3 separate regions of the Sus scrofa genome follow, and all the other regions are linked to region 1. Evidence: chromatin contacts called from public Hi-C data. All regions are on one chromosome and are shown on one strand. The core of a region is the stretch at or near the end of the contact, and the rest is flanking DNA. Distances in the headings are between cores, read along the strand shown. Region 1 has its middle 120 kb from the start of NUAK1. Region 2 overlaps LOC102160723 (a long non-coding RNA gene). Region 3 overlaps LOC106507478 (a long non-coding RNA gene).

What was found. A called contact is a pair of places that touch in the nucleus more often than the background predicts.
Region 2: a contact with region 1 is called in a Hi-C map of liver, with 7 times the contacts expected there. A contact is called at or near these places in 5 of 47 Hi-C or Micro-C datasets (embryonic fibroblasts, liver and retroperitoneal adipose tissue).
Region 3: a contact with region 1 is called in a Hi-C map of liver, with 6 times the contacts expected there. A contact is called at or near these places in 1 of 5 promoter capture datasets (liver) and 5 of 47 Hi-C or Micro-C datasets (liver and skeletal muscle).

What each region holds. Positions count from the first base shown.
Region 1 is chr5:14,210,622-14,213,657 of Sscrofa11.1, reverse strand. No RefSeq gene overlaps it. Among named protein-coding and RNA genes, the nearest start is that of NUAK1, 120 kb to the right of the region's middle.
Region 2 is chr5:14,457,889-14,460,924 of Sscrofa11.1, reverse strand. The region is part of intron 2 of LOC102160723 (a long non-coding RNA gene); the gene reads left to right. Among named protein-coding and RNA genes, the nearest start is that of C5H12orf75, 300 kb to the left of the region's middle.
Region 3 is chr5:14,340,584-14,343,619 of Sscrofa11.1, reverse strand. The region is part of intron 2 of LOC106507478 (a long non-coding RNA gene); the gene reads left to right. Among named protein-coding and RNA genes, the nearest start is that of NUAK1, 250 kb to the right of the region's middle.

The sequences.
Region 1 (3,036 bases), core at 193-2,692:
GAAAAAACAACTGAAGGGTATGCCTCATAACAAATGAATTCAGATATAGCGCGATCAGTGATTGACAATTAATTCTCACCTTCAGGGTTATAATACCAACCCCGCCTCTTAAGTGACAATGTTTTGGGCCCCACTTCTAGGATCATGATGGGGTTTTAGTTATACCAGAAGAGAACATAGAAGGAGGGTATTTTTACAACCTCAAGACTGGGGAGAAGGCGTTTTTTGTTGTTGTTGTTGCTTTTTAGGGCTGCACTTGCAGCATATAGAGGTTCCCAGACTAGGGATCAAACCGGAGCTGCAGCTGCCAGTCACAGCCACAACCACAGCCACAACCACATGGGATCCAAGCCGTGTCTGCAATCTACACCATGGCTCGTGGCAACGCCGGATCCTTAACCCACTGAGTTGGGCCAGGGATGGAACCTGCAACCTCATAGTTCCTAGTCAGATTTGTTTCCACTGCGCCATGATGGAAACTCTGAGAAGTCCTTCTTAAATGAGACACAAAACTCAGAAGCTGTAAGGGAAAGACTGACAGATACAATTACATCAGAATTTAAAGTCCTGTTACACTAACACCAAATGAAGTTCGAAGGTGAAGCACGACAAACAATCCAAACATTTTCAATAGAGAAACCATTAATAAATCAGATTACATAATCTATCACACAGTCATTTTTATGGACTCTTAATGTGGTTTCCCAACATAATACAAAGTTTTGTATATATATGGAAAAATTTCCAAGACATAAAGCTAAGTGCCAAAAATTGAGTCACAGAACTGGCTAGATGGATCGATCGATAGATGATAGATTTTTAAAGTGAGGTGAAAACTATGGAACTCCATAGAAAATGGACAACACTCATCCAGAATGAACTATTAATAGTGGGGTATCTCTGAGGAAGAGAGTGCGGTCAGCACGTAAGGGAAAACTTCCCTCTTCCCTCTCTATGCTTTTGAATTATTGAGTTTTTCCAAAAAGAATACATTCGGGCATTTCACGTAAGAGACAAAGAAAATCAAAACACGTGGACTCTGTGAGGCTGTCATCCTGGCTCCAAAGTACATCAGCTTGTGAGCTCTGGGATTGGCTCAGATGGGGCAATAGCACCTACCTCACTGTAATGTTCTGAGCACTGGATAAGTTAAAACTGCTGCCTATTGAGCCCACACTGCATACCAGGCTTAGTAAATGCACTATCGTCTTTTAAATACAGCAGCAGGCTGAACTGCGGTAGCAGCCAGAGAGCTACTGCGTTTTGCATGGAAGGACACTGAGGCCCAGAGAGGTGAAGTAATTTGCCCAAGGTCACAGAGCGGGAAGGGGCAAAGCTGGAGACTTTGGACTCTAAGATCAATGCCAAGTCCTCCCATGTTTGCTCATGGAGATTCTTTTGTCTTCTCTCTCTGAAGCGTGGTGCTTGCACTGGGCTTAAGCAACACTCTAAAATAAATCTTCGACCAGCTCCAGGCCAGCCCCCTGCCTTGACTCTGCAGAAAGGGGACAAGGAATGACTGACTCACAGCCGCAGCCGACTGCGCACAGACAGTGTCTGGAAGCGCCCATCTCCCACTTCCTCTGAAATAGATAACGATGGCTCTTTTAGCCTGAAATCCCCCTGGCATAGACACACCAAGAGTAGTAAATCTGAGCTGGGGAAAAAAAAAAAACTTCTTGTAAAATTGCTGTCAGGGACTTGCATTGTAAACCTCCATACCCTGCTACAGCCAGCCAGGACCCCGACTCTGGGGACCCCCTGCCAAAGCAAGGAGAAAAAGAAGCGAAGACCAGGAGACAGATACCCCAGACAGTCGGGGGTTAATTAGAACCTTTTGCGGAAGAAGCCGAACAGATGTAATTAGCCAGGAATGGCTAATTGGCTATTTGATTTGTTTATGGCAGGGTGCCACTTTTCCTCTGTGAACCCGGGATTGTCAATATACCTGCAAATATTAACCAACCCCTTCTAAGGACTTATTCTGTGCCAGAAACTCTCCTAGGAATTTTCACAAATCAAGCCCTGTAATCCCCACAGCAACTTCATTATTGTTTCAGATTTCCCGATGAGGAAACAGAGGCACAGCGGAGTTAGGGAAGTTGTCCAAGGTCCCAAAGCCAGTAAGTGACAGGAGGTCTAGGCAGACTGACTTCAGGATCCAGTCCCTTCACGGCTTCTCAAACACTTGTGGGGGTGGGGCGGGGGCAAGGCAGGATGCTTTGTATCACAATCAAGGTGGGAACTGAACGTCAGCTCTGGGTTTCCGTAGCTGAGAGAGGTTATTCTTAAGGTGGAAAAGGGCCAGGAGGATGGCAAGAATACTCAGAAGTCTGGAGAAGAGAGTTGGACTGCCTGGAGAATGGAATGAGCTTTCAAGCCAATCTTATCTGCATCTCAAGTGTTTCCAGAAACCCAGCTGTTGTCTGAGTTATGTTTCTGAAGGACGTCACCACTTTTTCTCCCCCCAAATCTCTTTGGGGGTCGAGAATCTCAGTGGGTGCTGGGTCTGGCATTCTCTGGTCCTGGACAGCTGGGCCCCCATCTTCTAGTTCCCCTTTCGGTCTGCCGGTCTATTAGACCTTTGTCCCTGCTGGGTTATGTTGGGATTGGAAGGCATCCATCTCATCTCTGTCCCATGGCCCCCGGGACAAAATACATTTAGAACTGTAAACACAGCACTCAGATGGAGGATAAACTGCCAACGTGGTACTGTCTGGCTGGAGGACATGGCTGATACTCCCTGGCTTTTAATGGAGTTCCTATGACTTCCCCCATGTCCAGCCCAGTGCCATCCAGTTGTCCTTTCTAAGACGATCAAAATACCCCACATCTGTATTGTCAACGGGCAGTCACAAGCCATGTGTGACTACTGAGCAGTTGACGTGTGACTGGTGCAACAAAGTAAATTTTAAATTAGTATTTATTATTATTATTATTATTATTATTATTATTATTATTATTATTACTATTATTGTTGTTTAGGGCCGCATCTGCAGCATATGGAGGTTCCCAGGCTAGGGATCAAATCGGAGC
Region 2 (3,036 bases), core at 370-2,869, 250 kb before region 1:
ATGTGATCTTATTGATAGGTGGGTGGAGCCAGGAATATAGGGGATGAAAGGGACACTGAAAGACCAGTGAGAGGCCACCACTGTCTTCTAGGCTGAGACGGTGGTGGTTTAGACGAAGGCAGCAGCAGCTGATTGGTGAAAAGTGGATGGAGCAAGGAAATAGTCGGAAGGTCAAGGGACAAGTTTGGCTGATGGATTAGAGGCTGGTCTTGGGAACAAGGGTGGCACCTGTTAGTGGAATTGGGAACGTCAGGTTGGGAGTGAGGAGAGATGAGGCTGGAAAAGTAGGCAGGACTTGTATTTTTCTTCCCAGGGAAGGATTTGGGATGTTCGGTGGAACTTGAGGTTCTAAAGGGTCTCCTAGGGGATACCGTGGGAAGCTTTAAGCAACAGAGGAGACTCCACTTTTCTTTTGGAAAGACCTCTCTGGAGGCAGCCTGTGGACACGTCACGGAAAAGGGGCGAGAAGAACAGGGAAAGCAGTTGCAAGTGACTCCCTGGAGTAGGTGAGGGCTTCTGAGGGCTTGGATCAAGACACTGGCAAAGAGGAAAAGAGGAGAGGGTACCTTGAGAAATATTTAGGGGCAGGGGGTTGGAAATAGCAACTTAATAAATGTAAGAGGAGAATATTAAAAGAGTTACCCTTTTCTGAATATTTTGAAATCGGGGAGATACAAAAATCTCAGCAAATCCATATTTCCTTAAAGGACCAGTATATGTTAATTAATGAACCATTAAAAAATTTCCTGTAGAACAATAAACAGAGTTTTAATAGAGAGAATGGAGATAATTTATTTTTACACTGAGTCCCGCATTGAAATATTTACCAGGAATTTGGACTGGAGTGATCTTTTTATTGACTCTATAAACCACAAATTAAGCACAGCCATCATGTAATGTGACATTTAATAGACAAGTCATCCCAACGTGTTATCCCCTCCCAAGGGGTCACCTTAGGGGGTTGTTTATTGACTTACTGTCAAGTGCTGCCCACTGTTGGGACAAATCTTTCTGTTCCTTTAGGAGGAAGTTGTTTTTTAAGTCAGGCGGTGAATTGCACAAGAATGTCAGTCCCGTTAGTTTGCTCCCCGCCCCCTACCTCATGTTTGCCTTGAGATAGAAACTCCCATCTCAGTTGCTCAACTTGTTTGCATGACTTAGCTTCCAATGACTTCTGGCTGTTTTGGAAAGTCAAATCAGTGCTCAAAGGATGGACATGTTTTTTTTTTTTTTCTTTTTAGGGCAGCACCTGTGGCGTATGCAGGTTCTCAGGCTAAGGGTTGAGTTGGAGCTACAGCTGCTGGCCTGCGCCACAGCCGCAGCTACATCAGATCTGAGCTATGTCTGCCACCTACACCACAGCGCACGACAATGCCAGATCCTTAACCCCCTGAGCGAGGCCAGGGATCAAACCCCTGAATCCTCATGGATCCTAGTTGGGTTTGTTGCCGCTGAGCCACGACAGGAACTCTCAGAAGGATGGATGTTGTTCTCCACTGAGGATGTGCTGCTGGTTTTTAAAGCCACATGGAGCCACTGTACTGACATTTCCCCTGAGACCGCATGGTTCCCTCTGGTGTCTCTGTCCCTGGGGAGAGTGGCATCTTCCCCTTTGGGGCCCTTCCTCCCTCCCACTGGGATTTGCACAACCTGCTGCTTCCTCTGGAATGCATCCTTTGCCTCCAGGACGGGTCATCCCCGCCATCCCTCCTGTGTCTCCTGGACCGCTGGTGTTTACCTCTGTCCTCCATGCACCGTGATGCTCTACTGGCTGCTTCTAGCACCTGTCTGTGAGCCCTTAGAGAACTGGGACCTGTGGAGTTCCCATCGTGGCTCAGAGGTTAATGAATCCAACTAGGAACCATGAGGTTGCGGGTTCGATCCCTGGCCTCGCTCAGTGGGTTAAGGATCCAGCATTGCTGTGAGCTGTGGTGTAGGTCGCAGACGTAGCTCGGATCCCGTGTTGCTGTGGCTGTGGTGTAGGCCAGCAGCTGTAGCTCCGATTCGACCCCTAGCCTGGGAACCTCCATATGCCACAGGTGCAGCCCTAGAAAAATGCAGAAAGACCAAACAAAAAAAAAAAAAGAGAGAGAGAGAGAGAACTGGGACCTGTGTTTTTATATCGTCCTCACTTAGCATGGGGCTTAGGGGTAAACACATATTTGTTTACTAGTTATAGAATAGCTCTAAGATTGAAACAACTTTTTATTATTTTTTTTAAGCCGCGTTAAAACAGCTGGTCTGTGTTCTCTACTGGGAATAACTTTGTCAGGGCAGCACCCATTACAAATACCTGTGAGTACTGATGTGTGGCTGCCTGAAATCACCTGTGTTATCCTACTGGTCCTCCAGAAGAATAGGAATACGCTTTAAAGACCTGTTTTTGTTGACATAGCGCTGCCACCACCAAGAACAGTAACAACGAACCTTAACTGGCCGCTTGCTTCTACCAGGTCCTACGGCAGAGACTGCCAGGTGCCTGCTAACAGCCCAGTTGTCTTTCTTCCTAACGGGACCCTTCTGTTCTTGAGGTCATGAGATGTAAGTCTCTATTTCCCAGCCTCTCATGGTTTGGGGGTGGCTGTGTGACCCAGTTCTAGCCCATAGTCTGGAACGGAGATGTTGGCACTGACTACCGGAAGGGCTTCTTAAAAGATGGACAGACATTTGAGGAAAGCCTTCTCCGCATTTGTGACGCCTGGACCGTGAGATTACCTGCAAGGTGCCATCTCTCTCTCAGATGCATCTCTCTCTCTGTAGTAATAGTAGAGCCAGAAGATAGGCTCCTAGCTCCCTATGACTTCACGAGATCAACACCTCAGCTGGGGTCTGCTAGCTCCTGGCATCGGTTACCTGTGGAATGAATTCTTGGGCACTTAAGATGCTCTCATTTTGGATTTTCTCTCATCGGCAGCTAAACCTATTATGAAGGAGTTAGGTGTTTTACAGAGATTATTTCAGTTAACCTTCGCAATATCCCTGTGAGTTAGGTATTATTATCATGAATGGAGGTGGCATCGTTGGGGTCGAACCCAT
Region 3 (3,036 bases), core at 255-2,754, 130 kb before region 1:
AAGTCTTTGGTGTATTACACCTTTTTGCTGTGCAAATCTCACTCCTTGAGGAGTGACAACAGCCAAGTAATCTCCAGATGGCACACGTGATTAACAAACACAACCAAATCATCATTTCCACTCTTATCCAAACACTGAACCTGCACTCTGACCCTATCTGTTTCACATTCTTCTCCAACTTGGTGCAGCCAAGGGCACCAGAAGCTTCCATTCTGCAACAAAGAAAAGCACTCCAGCCTGAGGGAGGAGGAGGGCTCGAAAAAGGGGGCTCAAGGAGGGAGGGTCCAGGAGGCCCGCCTGGGAGCCCTCCTGCTGGGCACAGTCTTGTCACGGGAGGCAAAGGCCCCACGCCCTAATCTCAGGGGCCCGGAAGTGAGTATTGCTGGGCGCGGATGTGGGGGTGAAGACAACTGTGGGGAGATGGTGTCTCCACCCAACTCTTGGACTCGGCTCCTTTCCAACATGGAAGAAACTTGCACATCGTCTTGATGTCGCAAGCAAATTGGCTACTAGTCCCTTCAAAGCCCATCACTAGGTTCCTCAGCAGAAAGCAACTGTCTCATCTCAGCCTGTGACAAAAGTTGTATTGAGCAGAATGTTGTCTGCCAAACCAGGAACTTGGAAAACGGACTCTGGCTAAGAGCACGTGTGGTGAGGAATGGCATAAAGACCGGTGGGAGCAGACCAGCATCCCCCTATGTCTGGGGCACAGTCCGTACTGTGGCAGCAACACCCTGCCAGCGACATAGCTGGGACATAAGAGTAACCTGCTTGGGCATGCACGAGTCTGCCCTATGTTCTGCCATGGAAAACCCATCAGAAATGCACAGTAACTGGATAGCTGTCTCATCAAATGCCAGACCCTAGAAGACTCTTGCTTCTTCCTGCTACCTGTGGTTTCTTCATTTTTCTCCTAATCTAATATATAAGGATAAACTGTGACTTCCAAAAAAAAAAAAAAAAAAAAGTGCCCAATTCTAGGGTTTAGCTCCCTGGCCCTGCAGCCAACGCAGGGTGCGATCTTGAAGTTCGCAGTGGTCAGTGCCTTAGTTTCTAACTGTGGAAGGGCCTAGAAAGCAGGGCAGGGCTGAGAGTGATAACTCCCCCAAAGAATGCTGGGGAACTCCCTAACGCCTGGCACAGCTCTGAGATACTCCGTGTGAGCCGGGGTCAGACTCCACCAAAGATCAAATGGACCTTTGCCCAGTGACCTGGGGGTGGAAGGGGAGGGGACAGAGTGGTGGCCTAAATTTTTATGCACTTTTCACCATGACAGATGGGAGCAGATGTGGCTCCCAGGAAAGGAAGGCCATCTAGTGCACTCACATCCTGAGGCTTTGCCTCATCTGCTCAGCAGAGGCCACTGGACCTCGGGTGTGATGTTAAGAGCCAAATCCCAAATACCTTGAGCCTTCTCCAGTTCCTCAGTACTGGGAAACATCTTGTATTTACTGCCCAAGGGATGGCCTTCCACCCAAGGAGGAGGAGGACAGGCCCTGCTGTTCCCAGCTTCTCTCCCCCTGGGTGTGGGTGTGATGCATGCTCCTGCCACAGCTCAGGCATCACAGATTCTGCTGTCCCCTGAGGTGGAGTCAAAAGGGACTTCCAAGGTCATCCTCTGATGCTTACTTCCTTTCCATCCTCCCCAACCAATTGCCATGTGCCTTCTGTTTTAACACCTCCAGGCACAGGAAACTCACTCCCTAACTTGGCAGCCTTATTGCTTATCTTGGGCTTTTTTGTTTTATTTTTTATTTTTTCACTTTTCGTGGAAATTCCTTCCTGGTAATGAACAGAAACTTATCTCCTTTAGCTTTTTTTCTTTCTGGTCTTACATGGAATGACCCTTTTATTTATGGCCCAAACCCAAGTTCATGTTTAAGACTAAAAAGGGACACTATCAATAATGACACCAGAATAAGAGATGTCAATTGGAACTCTCTTGGCTTGACAAGACTTAAGACTACACCAATCTGGAGTTCCCGTCATGGCTCAGTGGCTAACGAACCCAACTAGTATCCGTGAGGACTCGGGTTCGATCCCTGGCCTCCATCCATGGGTTGAGGATCTGGCGTTGCCATGAGCTGTGGTGTAGGTTGCAGACACTGCTCGGATCTCAAGTTGCTGTGGCTCTGGTGTAGGCCGGCCGCTGTTGCTCCAGTTCAGTTAACCTGGGAACCTCCATGTGCCGCTGGCGTGGCCCTAAAAGGACTACCCCAATCTTAGATGTACCTTATTGGTAACTAGAACAATTCTGTTTCCCCTTACTTAAGAGTCACTGATATTTAATGGCACCTAGATTACCCCTGAGTCTTCTCTCCTCTAGAATAAATAAGAGAGGCTTCTTTCTTTTGTGAAAAGATAATTGGATTGAGAACAAGAATTAGCCATGACTTTGGGGGGCTCCATTGGGAAGGGCCAGTTGCCTCCAAGATCCAATGTTATGTCCTGACATCCCAGAAAAAGAAAGCAATTTGTAACATTCGGAAATGTGAAAGTCTGTCAGAAGGACGGAAGATCAGCCACATGAAACTGGGAAACATAAATGGTGGTTTTCTTTACTCTGAGAAGCATTAAAAATCACACATTTTAGTGACGCAATATAGCATGGTGGCAGTGGATGCCACATTTTTTCCTGCAGCCTGGGTCTGAGCTGGCTGCACCAGCATCTGTTGGAAGTGTACTAAAAATCAGATTCCTGGGCCTCACTTGAGAATCTCCAGAGGTGTAGCATTGGCTTTCTGAAAAGCTCGGGAAGCAGTTCTCATGATGAGCCAAGCTGGAGACCCACCAACGCAATGATCTCTTCCTTGTGCCATAGATTCATTCACCCATAAATATTTACTGAGCACCTACTATGTGCCAGACACATTCTAGGCACAGAAAACTAGCAGTTGACCAAAACAAAACAAAAGGTGTAAAATTCAAACAGACATCCAGTCAAGGGCTAATTCAGTGTTATAATACCTACCTCACAGCGTTGTTGTGATGATCAGATAAGGCAAAATATGCAAAGGGCCTTTCCCGGTGGCTGGT